Linked DNA regions of Pan troglodytes: region 1 is linked to region 2. A link is a contact called in public HiChIP or PLAC-seq data. All regions are on one chromosome and are shown on one strand. Each heading gives the region's core, a stretch centred on a gene start, on an enhancer-like site or on the middle of the called end of the contact. The rest is flanking DNA. Distances are from core to core; before and after follow the strand shown. Region 1 holds the start of GRPR (gastrin releasing peptide receptor). Region 2 holds the start of AP1S2 (adaptor related protein complex 1 subunit sigma 2).

Evidence for each region. HiChIP or PLAC-seq counts read pairs in DNA pulled down with a chosen protein or histone mark.
Region 1: a contact with region 2 is called in an H3K4me3 HiChIP or PLAC-seq map of stem cell-derived excitatory neurons, with 11 times the contacts expected there. The contact joins the promoter of GRPR here to the promoter of AP1S2 in region 2. A contact is called at or near these places in 1 of 7 Hi-C or Micro-C datasets (induced pluripotent stem cells) and 1 of 1 datasets of contacts at active chromatin or transcription factors (stem cell-derived excitatory neurons).

Annotation. Positions count from the first base shown.
Region 1 is chrX:16,704,047-16,711,422 of NHGRI_mPanTro3-v2.0_pri, reverse strand. It overlaps GRPR (gastrin releasing peptide receptor), which reads right to left and starts at 2,515. Exons shown (of 4, transcript XM_016944000.3): 1 at 1,692-2,515. The coding sequence starts at 2,104.
Region 2 is chrX:16,440,553-16,447,667 of NHGRI_mPanTro3-v2.0_pri, reverse strand. AP1S2 (adaptor related protein complex 1 subunit sigma 2) reads left to right here and starts at 3,625. Exons shown (of 5, transcript NM_001252535.2): 1 at 3,625-3,949; 2 at 6,115-6,293. The coding sequence starts at 3,821.

The DNA.
Region 1 (7,376 bases), core at 1,266-3,765, 260 kb before region 2:
TGCATCTTTACAGTTCATGCCCTCACTTTCCTTTCTGTTTTTCTCCCTAAGAAGAGAGTAAACACCATCTGTACCACTGCACTCACCAACCCGGAAACCAAAATCTCTCCTTCCCATTAAGAAAATTACCCTCATCCTGAAGAGCCCTCGGCCATTGGTAACAAGCCACAGCCCTTCTGCCAGCTCCAGAGTTTGCCAGCCCTGAATCAATACATGAAACCGTCTGTGGTCATTGGTATCTGTGGGCAGATGTGCAGGGGAGGTTGTGCAAGCCGAAGGGGAATGGAGGGAATGGAGAAACTCTGTCCAGTCGGTACAATGTGCAAACCTTACTTCTGTGCTATTACTTTTCAGACTTTGAAAATGTCGTGTGCTGGGCAGTGTGCTTCAGGTAGCTAAGCATAAACACATATCTATAAATACTGATAACACTATCTTTATTTGTCCATTACTCAACAAAGCCAGATCACCTGAGGACTGTTTGTTCCTCTACAAAATGAGAATCCAGCACCACATGTATTAAAATGTGGGACATTTTCTTCGGAGTACAAACTTTCAAGAGCAGCATCTATGTCTTTTCCAGAACACTCTCAAATCCTTCTGTATCTTTAACACATAACATACAGTTGATTATAAGTGAAAAATTTATAGCCTAGGTTCATTGCAGCAGTTTTTCTGGGTTTGACCATATGGTCTATGCTGTGTCTGAAAGTCTATTCATTACTATGTCCAATTTCCAGAACACAGAAGTACATAAAGTATGTTCAGTAATTTATGTGAACAACCTGCAGCTATTTCTTGACTTGTTAATTCAGGTAAGTGTTTCTTACATGCTAGACACTTGATAAATGTTCAAAGAATGAATATATAGTTTTAAGACTAAATAAACGTAAACTTTTATGCAATGTGCTCACACAAGAAATGCAGTTTGCAAATATGTATATTTCCCAGAATAAAAAACTGTAGTGAACTCCCTCTTCCTCCCCACAATAAGCCCCAAAAGCATGGTATATGAAGTATTGTCAATAAAGATATTAAAATTAGAAATCAACCTTGAATAGAGCTTTCTCCAGAAAATTTTAAAAACTCAAATAATGTTTGATTTCATTTAAGAGAGACTTAGGAAAACCGGCATACAATTGTTCTATCACAGAGAGTCAAATTCAAAATCAGCTGTGAGAAAAGTTAAACTGTCTGAGGAAAATGAATTTCAGAGAAATGAGGCTTATTTTCTCCTCTTGGTTATTTCTGAAAGAACGTTTTGAAGAAATCCAGTGGAACTTTCCTGTTCTCTGAGGGGTTTCAATTGCTCCTAAAAAACATTTGCCTGAGGTTTAAACTCTATTGGGTGTGATTGTCTTTCTCACTGGTCAATTAATTTTGCAAGGAGGGAGAAGTTAGGAAAAGGCAATGCTAAATAGATATGTCTCCAGAAAAAGGCACCTCAGTTTTCTGCTTAGAGATTTTTTTTTTTCTCATCTGTCTCCTTCTGTCCCCATCATTCACTTTTCTTTCTTAAACCAATATGTTACACTCAAGAAGTCATGCCCAGAATAAAAACCCTCCTGGAAGGGAATCCGTGTTTGAGTAAAACTTCCCTTGTGCAATCAGCTCCCTGTCCCGACATGGTAGTTCATTTACCCAGGCGTCTATCACCCTTGGAGAGCATGTAACTTTCAGCCTGTACTTACCTGTCTGCCGAGAGCGCCGTGAGTGTGAAGACAGACACCCCAACAGAGGTAAGCTGTATAAAGGGGATCAGTTTGCAGCCAATCCTGCCAAATAGCCATCTGTCAGCCAGGTACCTGCTGGCATCCACTGGAGCACACGTTATTAGGAGGAGCAGGTCTCCCAAAGCCAGACTGGAAATGAACAGGTTTGGAACGTTTCGCATGGACTTGACTGTACAGAAGATCTTGATCAAAGTGATGTTGCCAATGAGGCCTATCAGAATGATAACCCCATAAACTGCAGGGATGACATAGAGGATCCCCGGGTGGGACCAGTCGTCGTTCACGGGGAGATCCGCACTGTGATTGGAGATGTTGCAGTGCATGAAATGGTCCACCTCCAAGTTCAGAAGGAAACAGTCATTTAGAGCCATCTCTAGATTTTTTTTCCCACCTAAAAGTTCCCGTAGATGCTATTTCTTAACTATTGATTTTGCAACCGAGTGAAGATGAAGATAAGATCTATGCCGGGCTCTTTGTCTTCTTTAATAAAAATACTCTGAGTACATATATACTAACTATGGTATTCAAAACTCTCTGTCACTATTTTGACACTGGTGCTGCTCTGGCTTTCACATGACCAGTGCAATACAACTCTAAATTCAATAAGTTAACAACAACAAAACTTAGCCACAAAAAGGCTTAGAATTAAACCCACTCTGCATCAGTTCTTTCTACCTCCATTCTAGTCTGAGTCTCCCTGGCTGCAGTTTACTAAGAACTTTTGGCCTGCTATTTTCCCACAGCGTCTTTCCTGATATTTAGAATCTGGAGGTTTAAAGTGGGTAGAAAAAAACTGCACTGAGAAATCCTCAAATCCTATAGGCAGGATGCTTTGCACGTCACGGGCTTCACCAGCAAACGGCAGCTCCGCTGAGCTGAGGCTCTGAAGAGGAACCAGTGTTACTTATAGACAGAGAATGCCAGCCCCCTGCTGGACACTTCAATCACTGCCCAGTTGCCTGCTTTCTCCAGATGAAAAGCAACCAGCCGACTGCAGTTCCTACCTAGCTTAACAGATACCTTTGGCTTCTCATGTAAGCACATAGCACCTAGGGTAGGTATTTAATAAATGTTGCTAGCATTCTGCAAAGGCACTGAAAATCTTTCTGATACTATCCCCATGAATCCAGATGGGGATTTACATCCCATTTTCTCATTTTTTCTAATTCATTAGAATGACATGTCAATATTGCTATCAAATGAGGTCTGTCTTTGAATTAAACGCACACTGATGCACAGGGTGTCCATGTGTGAGTTATCCCACTCAGTCTTCCCACTGCCTCTTTGAACAGGGACTGCTCCTCAGAAACACATGCACAGACTCACACCTTAAACCTTCAGCAACTGACATCTGGAAAAGCCAGAAGCACAATGCACACATGTTCTTTCCTGTAGATTTGCCAAGCCATTCCTATTCTGTTTACCAGGGAGAAATTAAATTGGGAACCAGCTGTATTCTTAACTCTCAATGATCAATAGTCTTTTCCAGAAAAATGGGTCTTTTCTCATCTGATCTAAAAATTTTATGAATCGGCATTTTGATGCAGCTATTTGCATTTTTAATTGAATGTTTGCCATGTTTTATAGCAAATATCCTCTTTATAGCCCTGTGTGGAAAATAAAGAACTATAAAAGCGTGATAGATACAATACTGAGGAATTGAGTGGGTGGTAAAAGAAGTAAGTTATCGTTGAAGGAGTGCTAGAAAAAGCTTAACTGAGGAAGTGCTATTAGAATCAGGCTTAGACCTTTAGCCAACAACTTCTAAATACATTATTAGAGTGCATCTTTATGATGTATGTGAAGCCAGCTCCTCCAGGTACATGACGTGAAGCCAGTCACTAACAGGTGAAGTCTCATTTTTCAGAACCCATAAGGAATAACAAAACTTGCACTTACCATGCCAGGGCCCACAAAGAAAGCCCCCAACTGTGTTGTTATGGACATTTCCAGTGGCAGGTTCCAACACTGAGGCTGCTGCCATGCTTTCTATGTAAATATGAAAGGCTCAGCGCCCCTCTCTGCCAGCAGGAGGGAGACTGACGCTGCATGGCTAGAGGTGGAAGAGCTTCTCGGCAGAGATCAGCAGCACCAGTAACCAGCCAATAGCTATGAGCCCAGTGGTGTTGATTAGGTGCCAGCAATATAGCTTAATGATACAGTACACAGGCTCTGCTTCAATCCTGGCTCCCTCATTTATAATTATGGCAAGTTACTTAGTGTCTTAAGCTTCAGGTTCCTCATCTGCAGGGTGAGGAGAACTTATGAAGTTGATGAAATGATTCATGTTAAGATTGCATAGTATTTGGCACATAGTAAGTGCTCAATTAATATTAGCACTTATTATTATTATCATTATTAGATTGAGGGGGAAAGGCTTACTTTGGAAAAGCCCAATGACTTCAGAAGAGTGATTGACCTCAGATCAATAGGCAAGCACTCATACGAGTGAATTAGCAACTCCTTTATTTACTTGAAAAAAATTTATCAAACATCTACCAGTTGCCAGGCACTGAGCAAGAGGCTGAGAAAAATAGCATGAAGATGTGTACTCTCACAGCTCTTTAGACCCCAACCCCTCTCTGGAGTGAAGCAACTACCTTTTCTCCAGAAAAGACGATATCCTTAAAGGTTAAGTGTTGACAAGGTCTTTTGAATGAAGAAAATCATATGTGCCTAGGATCAAGGCATAAAGGAAAGAGCATGACATTGAGCAGAGGGACATCTATAAATCCAGAGGGTCACCCAGATTGGAAGACAGGGGTGGAAAAAGAACAGCGTGAAATGCAGCTAGAAGCAGGTTTGGGTGAGATTGTGATGGATCTTGTATTCTTGCTAAGAAGTTTGGTCTAAAAGGCATATTTTTGGTTCACAAAGAGAACTTCTGGATGTTGTTTCACTTTATTTCTTTAGACACCCCTGTGTGCTGAGTCAGCCTCACTACTTAAATCTAATTGGGTGGTTAGTGTTTCTTCCAATGTAAGTTAAGGGGATGCTGATAGATATTGATTTCTCATAGCTGGTGTTAGCATTATGTGTTCCACAGCACTATAGATTCTTCTAATGGTATTTTAGGAGTAAAGGTGTGTTGAGGTTTGACATCTAATATTTTCTGGGATCAAGGATGCTTTAAAAAGCTAATTCGGGCCAGGTGCGGTGGCTCACGCATGTAATCCCAGCACTTTGGGAGGCCGAGGCGGGCGGATCATGAGGTCAGGAGATCGAGACCATCCTGGCTAACACAGTGAAACCCTGTCTGTACTAAAAATACAAAAAATTAACCAAGCGTGGTGATGGGCACCTGTAGTCCCAGCTACTTGGGAGGCTGAGGCAGGAGAATGGCGTGAACCCAGGAGGCAGAGCTTGCAGTGAGCCGAGATCATGCCACTGCACTCCAGCCTGTGCGACAGAGCAAGACTCCCTCTCAAAAAAAAAAAAAAAAAAAAGCTAATTCCATAATTTCTATGTCATTTCAACTAATTAACTATAATGACTCTTTCCATCCCTACCATTATGTGTCACCTTCCGGCAGAGCCGGAACACCAAACACCAAACGTATTCAGACATTTGCTTAGCTTTTTATTTACTGGTGAACATGAGATGCCTCTGACATGTGAACATGACATGGAACAAATGTAATATAAAATCTCTGTCCCCAGGGAGTCCAATTTCTGAATAGAATTGGAGTATGACTCAGCATCTTTTCTTATGTGTTGGGGCAGGGATGTCACTTTGACATGTGAACATGACATGGAACAAATGTAATATAAAATCTCTGTCCTCAGGGAGTCCAATTTCTGAATAGAATTGGAGTATGACTCAGCATCTTTTCTTATGTGTTGGGACAGGGTTGTCACTTCTGTTTCTATTTCAGTCAATAGAGTCACCTTTTTCATCTTTCCAAAAGACTGGATTTTCTGTGGGGCTCTAACATGAGGTGGGCAACAGTGACTTGATAGAATTTAGGAGAACAGGTAGATTCAATGGGACCACAGAGTGTGGAGACAAAGCCTCTTCCCACTGGCTATGAGCAAGGTCAAAAGGGAAGCTTCTGGAGGGAAAGGCTGAATTTGGCTTCAGGCATATTGAGTTTGCTAGATGAACAAGGGAATGTAAGAAAGCCAATGGAAAATGAGAGGTGAAGTCTGAAAGCATAGAAGTAAATAATTAAGAGGACTGGTTGAGAATTAGAACCCTGAATGCCAAATAGTTTAAATGTACAGTAAAAGAATCACAGAGAATCAAGTGAAGTTAGGCTTTGAGAAGAAGATTATGTGGTAAAAGTCAGTGAAGACTAAGCGTGATTTCAATATTAGATTTGTGACAGCACCACGGAGAAGCTGCTCAAAAGACTGCAGCAACTCTTGCTTGAGAAGAATCAGAGATGTCAAATTTTAGTACTGCAGCAGGAACAAAAGAGGCAGATGACTCTATCCAGATCCTGTAATGCTGGGATCATTTCAAGTTCCCTTTTCTTTTCTCAACATTCTGTGACTTTTTATGGGGCTTAAAAACTTAGAAGAAAGATGAGAGGAGTCTTCTGGAAGGAAAAAATGAATTGGGTTTCATTTTGAGTCACATGAAACTGCAGAAGTAAATGTAGATGCCAAGAGAAAGCCTAAAGAGGAAGACGAAATTCTCAGACACATCTGAGGCTAGGAGAACACCTGGTGTGGTGGTTAAAATATATTCGCCAGTTCTCAGTACTCTTTGCTTCAAGAGATGTAGATTAATTTAACCCCCACCTCCACCCCTTAAGTGTGAGCTTTACTTAGTGACTTGCTTCTAACAAATAGAATGACACAGCAGGAATAGTGTGTAACTTCCAAGACTAGATGATAAGGGACATTGCAGCTTCCTCTTTGCACTCTCTCCTTGGATCACTTGCTCTGAAGGAAATCAGCAGCCATGTCATGAGGATACTCAAGTGACCTTATGGACAGATCCACATGGGGAGGAACTGAAACCTCCTGTCCAGAGCTATGTGAGTCAGTCATTTTGGAAATGGATCAACCATCCCCAGTCAAGCCTTCACATAACTGCAGCCCCAGCTGACTCTCTGACTGCAGCTTCATGAAAGACCCTGAGCCAGAATCACCCAGCCAAGCCACTCTTAAATTCCTGATCCACAGAGACCATGAGTTAATAAATGTTTGTTGTTTTAACCCATTGTTTTATGGTAATTTGTTATGCATCCACAGGTAACACCTGGTAAGTAGAATGGATGGAGAAGAGGAAGAAAAGAAAACCACCCCAAAGACAAAAGAAAACAGAAGAGGAAGACCAGAAAAGGCAAGTGCTATAAACCTGAGTTAAACCTGGAGTGGTCATACAGGGTGTGAGGGAAGGAAAGTATGGTCAAATCTAGAAAGGTTGTGCACACTGAAATTCATTTGTCATTCTGCAACACCAAAGTTTCTTATCTGGATCAAAATATGTATTTTTAAAATATTGTAAATGAACTGAACTTTCTTGCTCAGCCACCATATACCTGGAAATTAGACCGTTTATATTTCATTTCTGCATCTGCTCAGTGAACTTGGACAAGTAAAATAAATTCAATGAACATTATTTGTTACTGAACTGTTCTGTGCTATGGATTCTCCATTCATAAAGTACAGGAACATTTTCCCCTTGCCTATG
Region 2 (7,115 bases), core at 2,376-4,875:
TGTCTATAAAAATATGCTACTGCATGTTAATATTTTCAGTGACTAACCCAGGATTTCTTCCTGAACCTTGGCACTAGTGACATTTGGGGCTGGATCATTCTTTGCTATGGGATCTCTCTTGCACGTTGCAGGATGCTGGGCAGCATCCCTGGTCTCTGCCCACTAGATGCTGGCAGCATCACCTACTACTCCTAGTCGTGACAACCAAAATGTCTCCAGACACTGACAACTGTCCCCTGGGAGGCAAAAGTGCCCAGGCTGAGAATCACTGCTCTATCCTAATGTTCATAGGGCAGTAGTAATTTTCCTGCATTTTATTCAAAGCTATGGAAACAGGCTTCGAGAAAGAGCATATGTTCCACATTTCTCTTTAGCTCATTGTTGAGGACTTTGGCAGTGACAGCTCCATCTATTTTGAAATGATTTGGTTCACAAATCCTCATTATTTTAGGCCATTTTTCTCCCTGGAACAACTTTATCTTTGGAGATGCAAATTCACAAACTCTAAACATCTTTTTTACACTTTCTGTGATCTACAAGGCTTCAGCACTGAATTCCATTATTGGGCATTTTTATTTAATAATTTCTAAATAATCTATAGACTGGCTAAAGGAACTCTGTATAAGTCCATAATACAGAGCTAGCAACTAATGGAATGGTTTTTATCTACCTCCTTACAATATTTTAAAAAATTATTTAAGAAAAAACCTAAGTAAAATGTAATAATACCCTTTATTACATCCTACTGCAAGATTCTGTCCATGGAAAGAAATTCACCACTGCTTCTGGGATTTACTTCCTGGTATCAAAAGAATATGCTGATAATTCTAGTTCGTGATTTATTTTAGATGTTATCTATTTTCTTCCCTTTAGCACATGAGGATTTAGCATTATTTCAACCTCCCCTCACTTCTGCTCCTCCATAATATCAATATATGACAATTTTTCTTTAAATCATCAGTGTTTAAATGATGAGCTGACAGTGTATCCTGACATCCTTATCGACATCCTCATGTAAATGTTCCCTCTCTTATTTTCCACGTGGGTATGTGTTTTAAATAGTCCCTTTAAAAAAAAAATAATGGTATTTTGAGACAGTGAGAGGATAAAAGTATATGGCCATCACACATTTAATAGGAAACTAAAATTATTTTTGAAAACTTTGGAAAGATTACATAAAAAGTCTCAAAATTTTATTGTTAGAAGGTAAAGATTTCTATTTTCCCCTCACCTCTTACATTTAGCATAAATGACAGTGAAGCATTTTTTTCAAATTTAAGAAACAAGTATAAAATCTGATTTTTAGTTTTTCATGAAACGAATTTTGTATATAATTCTTGTATCAATATTAACACCAATAAATCAGGACCATCTAGAAAACAAAAACAGGATTAAAAAAGATAACCAATTGACATGACGGATGAAGAAGATACTAGGTGAGAAGAAACATGTATATAACAAAGCCTACAATTGGGAAATCGTGGGAATCAAAGTCAAGCAGTTAATTACTAACAAAGATGGCAACCATGTTTCTTTTGTCTTTCACAGTGAATGCATAATTAGCACTTAATACTAAGACTAGGGAATAAACCATCTATAATCTATTGAAAAAGACCATCTGCTTCTATAAATTGTTCTCATACACTTGCCAAAAGAAGAGAACATATTAACAAAATAATGGGCCCTGCACTGTTAATTGCTAGGTTGTTTGCAGTTGTGCTGTTGCTATTAGAATTTAATAAGCCATTCCTTCTGCTAAATTAATAAGCAGCCAAGATTATGTAATAGCTGCTTTCAGCTGCTAATTATTTTTCCCACAATTCCTTCCCCTCCCTACCCCTACCCCCACCTTTTTTTGGCTAGGAGCAGGAAAGGAGACTGCCAGTATGTCATCAGCAAGTCTCCCGTCCTCATTTTCAGAGCAACATTAGGAGCATAATCAGAGTTTAAACTTGGAGGTGGCTATCTCAGGAACCTTCAGGATATAAGTGTTTTGTACAGAAAAAGAGAAAAGCAGCATTTGGATTCAGAGGGCGAGTTTTCATTGTGTAGCATTAGAGCTATCTTTTAACTGGTTAATGGCATCTGTTTCTTGTAGTAAGAGAGAAATGGGACATTCGAAAGCACCTTTGGGGCATGACTAGGTAGGGAGAAATCTGGTGGGGGCGAGGGGGACCTAAAGAACTACAGAAAGCCAGCTCTGTGCCGTGTGTCGTCCCCTTTCTTTAATATTCCAGTATACATTAATCACACATGTTAGTAGGAAACTTTCCAAGCAGCACAGTAGTGCTTGAAAAGGGGAAGTATTACACATTTCTTTTTGTTTTGTCATACAAAAGCATTTTTTAAAAGCCCCCAAAACTACTGTCTTAGTTTCATAGATACTATAATGTACACAAAAAGAATATAATCCCTAATAAAGGATTCCTTTACATTGATTACATTTAGCTTCGTGAAAATTTTAGCATTTCTTTTTTTACTTTAGGCCATTAAAAAAATTCTGGCGACTATACTTAGGAACCTCTGCAAAAGGGGCATGGCCCAACAAAAGCAATTTTCTCGCTTGCTTTGTAAGAACCTAGGTGACTCGGGTAATGAATAGCATTTCGATATGGGAAACCCGTGGCTCTTCAAGGAAGGTCACCTAATCCCGTGGGACTCCCCTTTCCTTATCTGTAAATGACTAGATGATTCATCCATTCTATCATTCAGAAAATTATGAACATCCATTATGCTCAGGCATTACGCTCAGCATTACAGCTCTTAACAAATTTATCATTTTATAGTCTTTATCAGTCAACTCACATTTATTAGTTGTTATATACCAGGCTGTGAACTAGATTGAGATGCAAAATGAATACAATTTAAGGTGTGCTAAATAAAGGCTAACGGGCATGTGGGTGAAAGAGGGAATCGCTCTTACAGGGTTTTAGGGTGAGGCTTCATAGGAGATGTGACATTTGGGAGCAAGGACATGCCAGGCACAGCAAGTCGTCGGCAGTGCTAAACTGGAACCCAGGCGGCTGGTGGGGCGACCCAGTGTGAAGGAAGCGGGATCTCGAAGGTGAGGTGCTGTCCGGGCTTTTCAGCCGAACGGACAGTAACTCATCCAGTCCGCAGCACCGAGGATGGGCGAGGCGAGCCCAGGGAACAGACTCCCGCGAAGCTCGGGGCGGAAGGTGTCTGGGCTAGGGCTGGAGCAGTGCAATGGGAAGGAGAGGGAGGATTCCGGACAATTTTGAGGCAGAATCATAGCAAAAGGCCCGTGAATGCGTGACGAGCTCCACAGAAGAGCTGACTTGTTTTTCCAGAGTTGCAGCACTCCCTCGTCTCCTCCCACCCTCCTCGTCAGCCGTCACACTTCCCCGACCCATCCTCTGGGGACACAGAGAATCATTAGAGCTCGAACGTGGCTCTTCGCTGTCCGGAACTTCCCTGCTCCGCACCACCCGCTAGGCTAAGGACGCTGCAGAACCCCGTCCTCCTATCATTAAACAAGCAGGACAGCCGCCCGCGCGCGTCCCGGAGGCACCAGCAAGAGCGCGCGGGCGCGCGGGCGCGCGAGCCCGGCAAACGCCGCTTCCGGGTCACGTGGCCCGGCTTCCGGTTCGCACCTCCCCTCAGCGAAGAAACCTCCAATCGGCTGCCTTGGACTCAGCGGTTACCCGCGCTGCCTCCGGTGCCGCTGGCGACCGCTGAGCCGCTTCCCGCGCGTCGCCTAGCCCGCCCCTCAGCTCGCCGCAGCCCCGGCTCCTCCCTCGTCCGGCCCCCGGGGCGGGGTCTGTCAGCTTGCCCTCCCCTCTCCGCCTAAGCCTGCCCTATGCCAGCCGGGTTCCCTCCCCACAGCACCACGGCTTCTCTTCCTCAGCACGGCGACAGGGGCTTCCCCTTCGCCGCCGCCGCCGCCGCCGCCGGCCAAGCTCCGCCGCGCCCGCGGCCCGCGGCCGCCGTAAGTCCCTGGGGGCGAAAGGGGGCGCCGGGGATGGGGGAGAGGGGGAGGGAGGACTGGGCGCGCCCCCCGCCACCCCGCGCGCGCCCCGACGACCCCACCCCGAGCCTGCCCGGCCCGCCACTGGGTCGCCGCGCCCGCAACTCACTTCTCTCCGTGTCCGCGCCCTCCGCACCACTCCGCGCCGCGCCCGGGGATGTGGGGGCCAGTCCCGGGCTCCGCGACAGCCTCGCGGCACCTGTGGTTCGGGAATCGCCTCAAGTTTTGCTGGGCGCTTTCGGGAGGGGCCGGGGGCGGTGGCGGCCGAGGACTCTTGGCGCCCCCTGCGCGGCGGCGGATGCCATTGTCTGCTCCGCTCCTTGCTGGTCACCTCGCCCGGGCTTGGTCAGTGATGGAGTGTGGCCACGGGAGTGGGGGGGAGGTACCGGCGACGGCCGGACCCGAGGAACGCTGGCCCCGAGCCCGCGCCGCGGCTGAGCCCATTGTTTTTAATGCCAGTCTCGAGGAATTGTGGTGCCCTGTGATTTGCGGCAAAATCAAAGCGTTGGTTTTTAACACGAGGGAAGGAATACTCGTGCTTTGCAACCGGGTTTCGTCCCATGTTAGGACGTAATTTATTTTAAGGAGAATACATTGTTTTTTCGTCCTGCAAAGTGGTAGGGCGGATACAGGACCCTGCTCCAGACAGCCCTGAGCCCATACTCTTCGCAGGCAAACCCTCACCCTTTCTGGTCACCAAGATCTAGGAATACGAGGTCCATTCTTTTCCAAGTTCTGGTAACGGGTTTGCAGTAAATGCCCAGTTGATGCTTCACTTGCTGCCCCCTTCGAATGCCGCTATCTTCAGGACTTGCACGGGAGGCACTTTGGTATCACCTAATAATGTCCTTATATTTTGTTCCCCTGACGCATTTTAAGTGAGGTAATAAGACCATTTTAACTTTACTAAAGTTGAATTGCCACGTCATACATTTCTAGATATCTTGTTGATACCTTTTTGGGTGGTTACAAAAAGCGACGATAATTTCTTACCGAAATTTAGGGCCCATTTTTATTCTACATTGGTTCTGTAAATTTCCCCTCCCCGTGTTCAAATTCAAGATGGTGTGGTGAATCTTGAGAATCATGCTTGAATCTTATTTGCAGTAACGCTGTTAAAGGAACTTAACAGTGATTAAAAGAAAAAAGGATACCTATGTGAATTCTGCCTTTAAATTACCTTTGTAGAAACAATACTTCTGTTTGCAGTTGAGATATGACCAATTGGATTACAAAAAGCTTGGCGTTAAAAATGAAACATGCAGACTAATCAACACATTTGCAGATCACAAATAAATACATACAAATTAGTTTAAGTATAAAACACACTAGAATTCAGCATCCATTCCATCTGTAGATACTATTTTTTATTTTAAATGAAGTATTTCATGTAATGTTTCAATGCTGAATCTTATTTAATAAGTGTAAATCTTATTGTGGCCTTTTAAACGTTTGTTTTCTTTTTCATAATACATTAACTCAGTTCTAGATTTTGTACATATTTAAGTTGGAATGCTTTAAAAGTCAGATGAAAACATACTTTTTTATTAATGAAAATTTGTATTTATGGGATTTTTCGGTTAATATTTTGGATCATTCTGTTTTGCTTAAAATATGCCATCATAAACTGAGGAGAACATTCCAAGACATAAGCTACTGTCTACAGGTAATTCACCCTGGAACTAGAACGGCCTCTGGATGAAAAATAGCAGGTCTTCTGTTTCTTTCAAAAGTACCCAAACCAGTTGATGTCTACCATTCTCTTTTGATGCATATAGAGAGTGCGCAATGTATAGCACAGGTAGAAAATAGTTTCTTAAATTGAAAGAGTGATCTTTATTTTTCTTCAAAAATTTCACTTCAGCTTATTACCCATTTTTCTTTTTTCTCCTGCACACTCCCCTTCAAACTTAATGTGGAACAAGGTGGGATTGGAAGGTTTGCATCTAGAGGAAGATCTGTCCAAAAGAATTTCTTGCTATTTTAATTGGCATAGAAATATTGATGGCTACTAATCATTTGTCATGTAAATGCCCCATCCCCCAAAACTTCTCTGTGAAACACATAATCTTAACTTTATTGATTCAAAGTATTACATGTAATCTTGATTTTATTTATCTTAACAGATGCAGTTTATGTTGCTTTTTAGTCGTCAGGGAAAGCTTCGACTGCAAAAATGGTATGTCCCACTATCAGACAAAGAGAAGAAAAAGATCACAAGAGAACTTGTTCAGACCGTTTTAGCACGGAAACCTAAAATGTGCAGCTTCCTTGAGTGGCGAGATCTGAAGATTGTTTACAAAAGGTATAATTTTTATTTGTCAGAAAGGTGAAATAGAATCAAATGTTAGGTCATTTAGGAAATTGCAGACTTTAGTGATGACATTTATAAATAATGATTAATAAAGATTTAGATGAAATAGGTTTAAGGTAAAGCTTTGTGTTTTTAAAATAACTAGTGTTTTGATTGATAATTACTGAGGCTGAAATGATAAAGGCAGGGAAATCATTTGAAAACTAGTTATATAATTAAAGGCATAAATGATTATTCATGCTTAATCATCTTTATAGAAGAGTTTAATGAATTCATTTCATTGCAGGGGAAAGTAGGGTCAGTATTTTAAATTGTGTGAGTAATTCTCTGAATTTAGACAAGTACAGATAGAGTCTAATTCTTTTTCCCCGAAAATCTATAAAGTAATGACTAATATTTGACATGCCTTTTATCTGATTTTCAGAATCTTACTCACGTGTAAATACCTTGACTATGTAGACTATTTCAATCACATAGATGTTTTAAAAACTTTGTGTATACATGAGATGTGTTTGTAAGTAGTGTTTATTAACTTTTAAGTACCCTTGTTGCTATGGTGGGGGTGCAATTAAATATGACAGATAATTTTTCCAAGGACAGATTTTTTAAAAATTTGATGTTACAAAATGACTCATAGATTGGCTTTTAACACTAAAATTTTTTTAATGCTATACGTCTTTATTTTATAAATATCTGAAACCCCGAATACCCTAAAATAAATTTCTCAAGATTGTTCTAAGTAGGTTAAAAGAAATAAACTTTCTTCTTTTACAGAACATTTTTTGAGGGGACATTTACTTCATTCCCCATTTG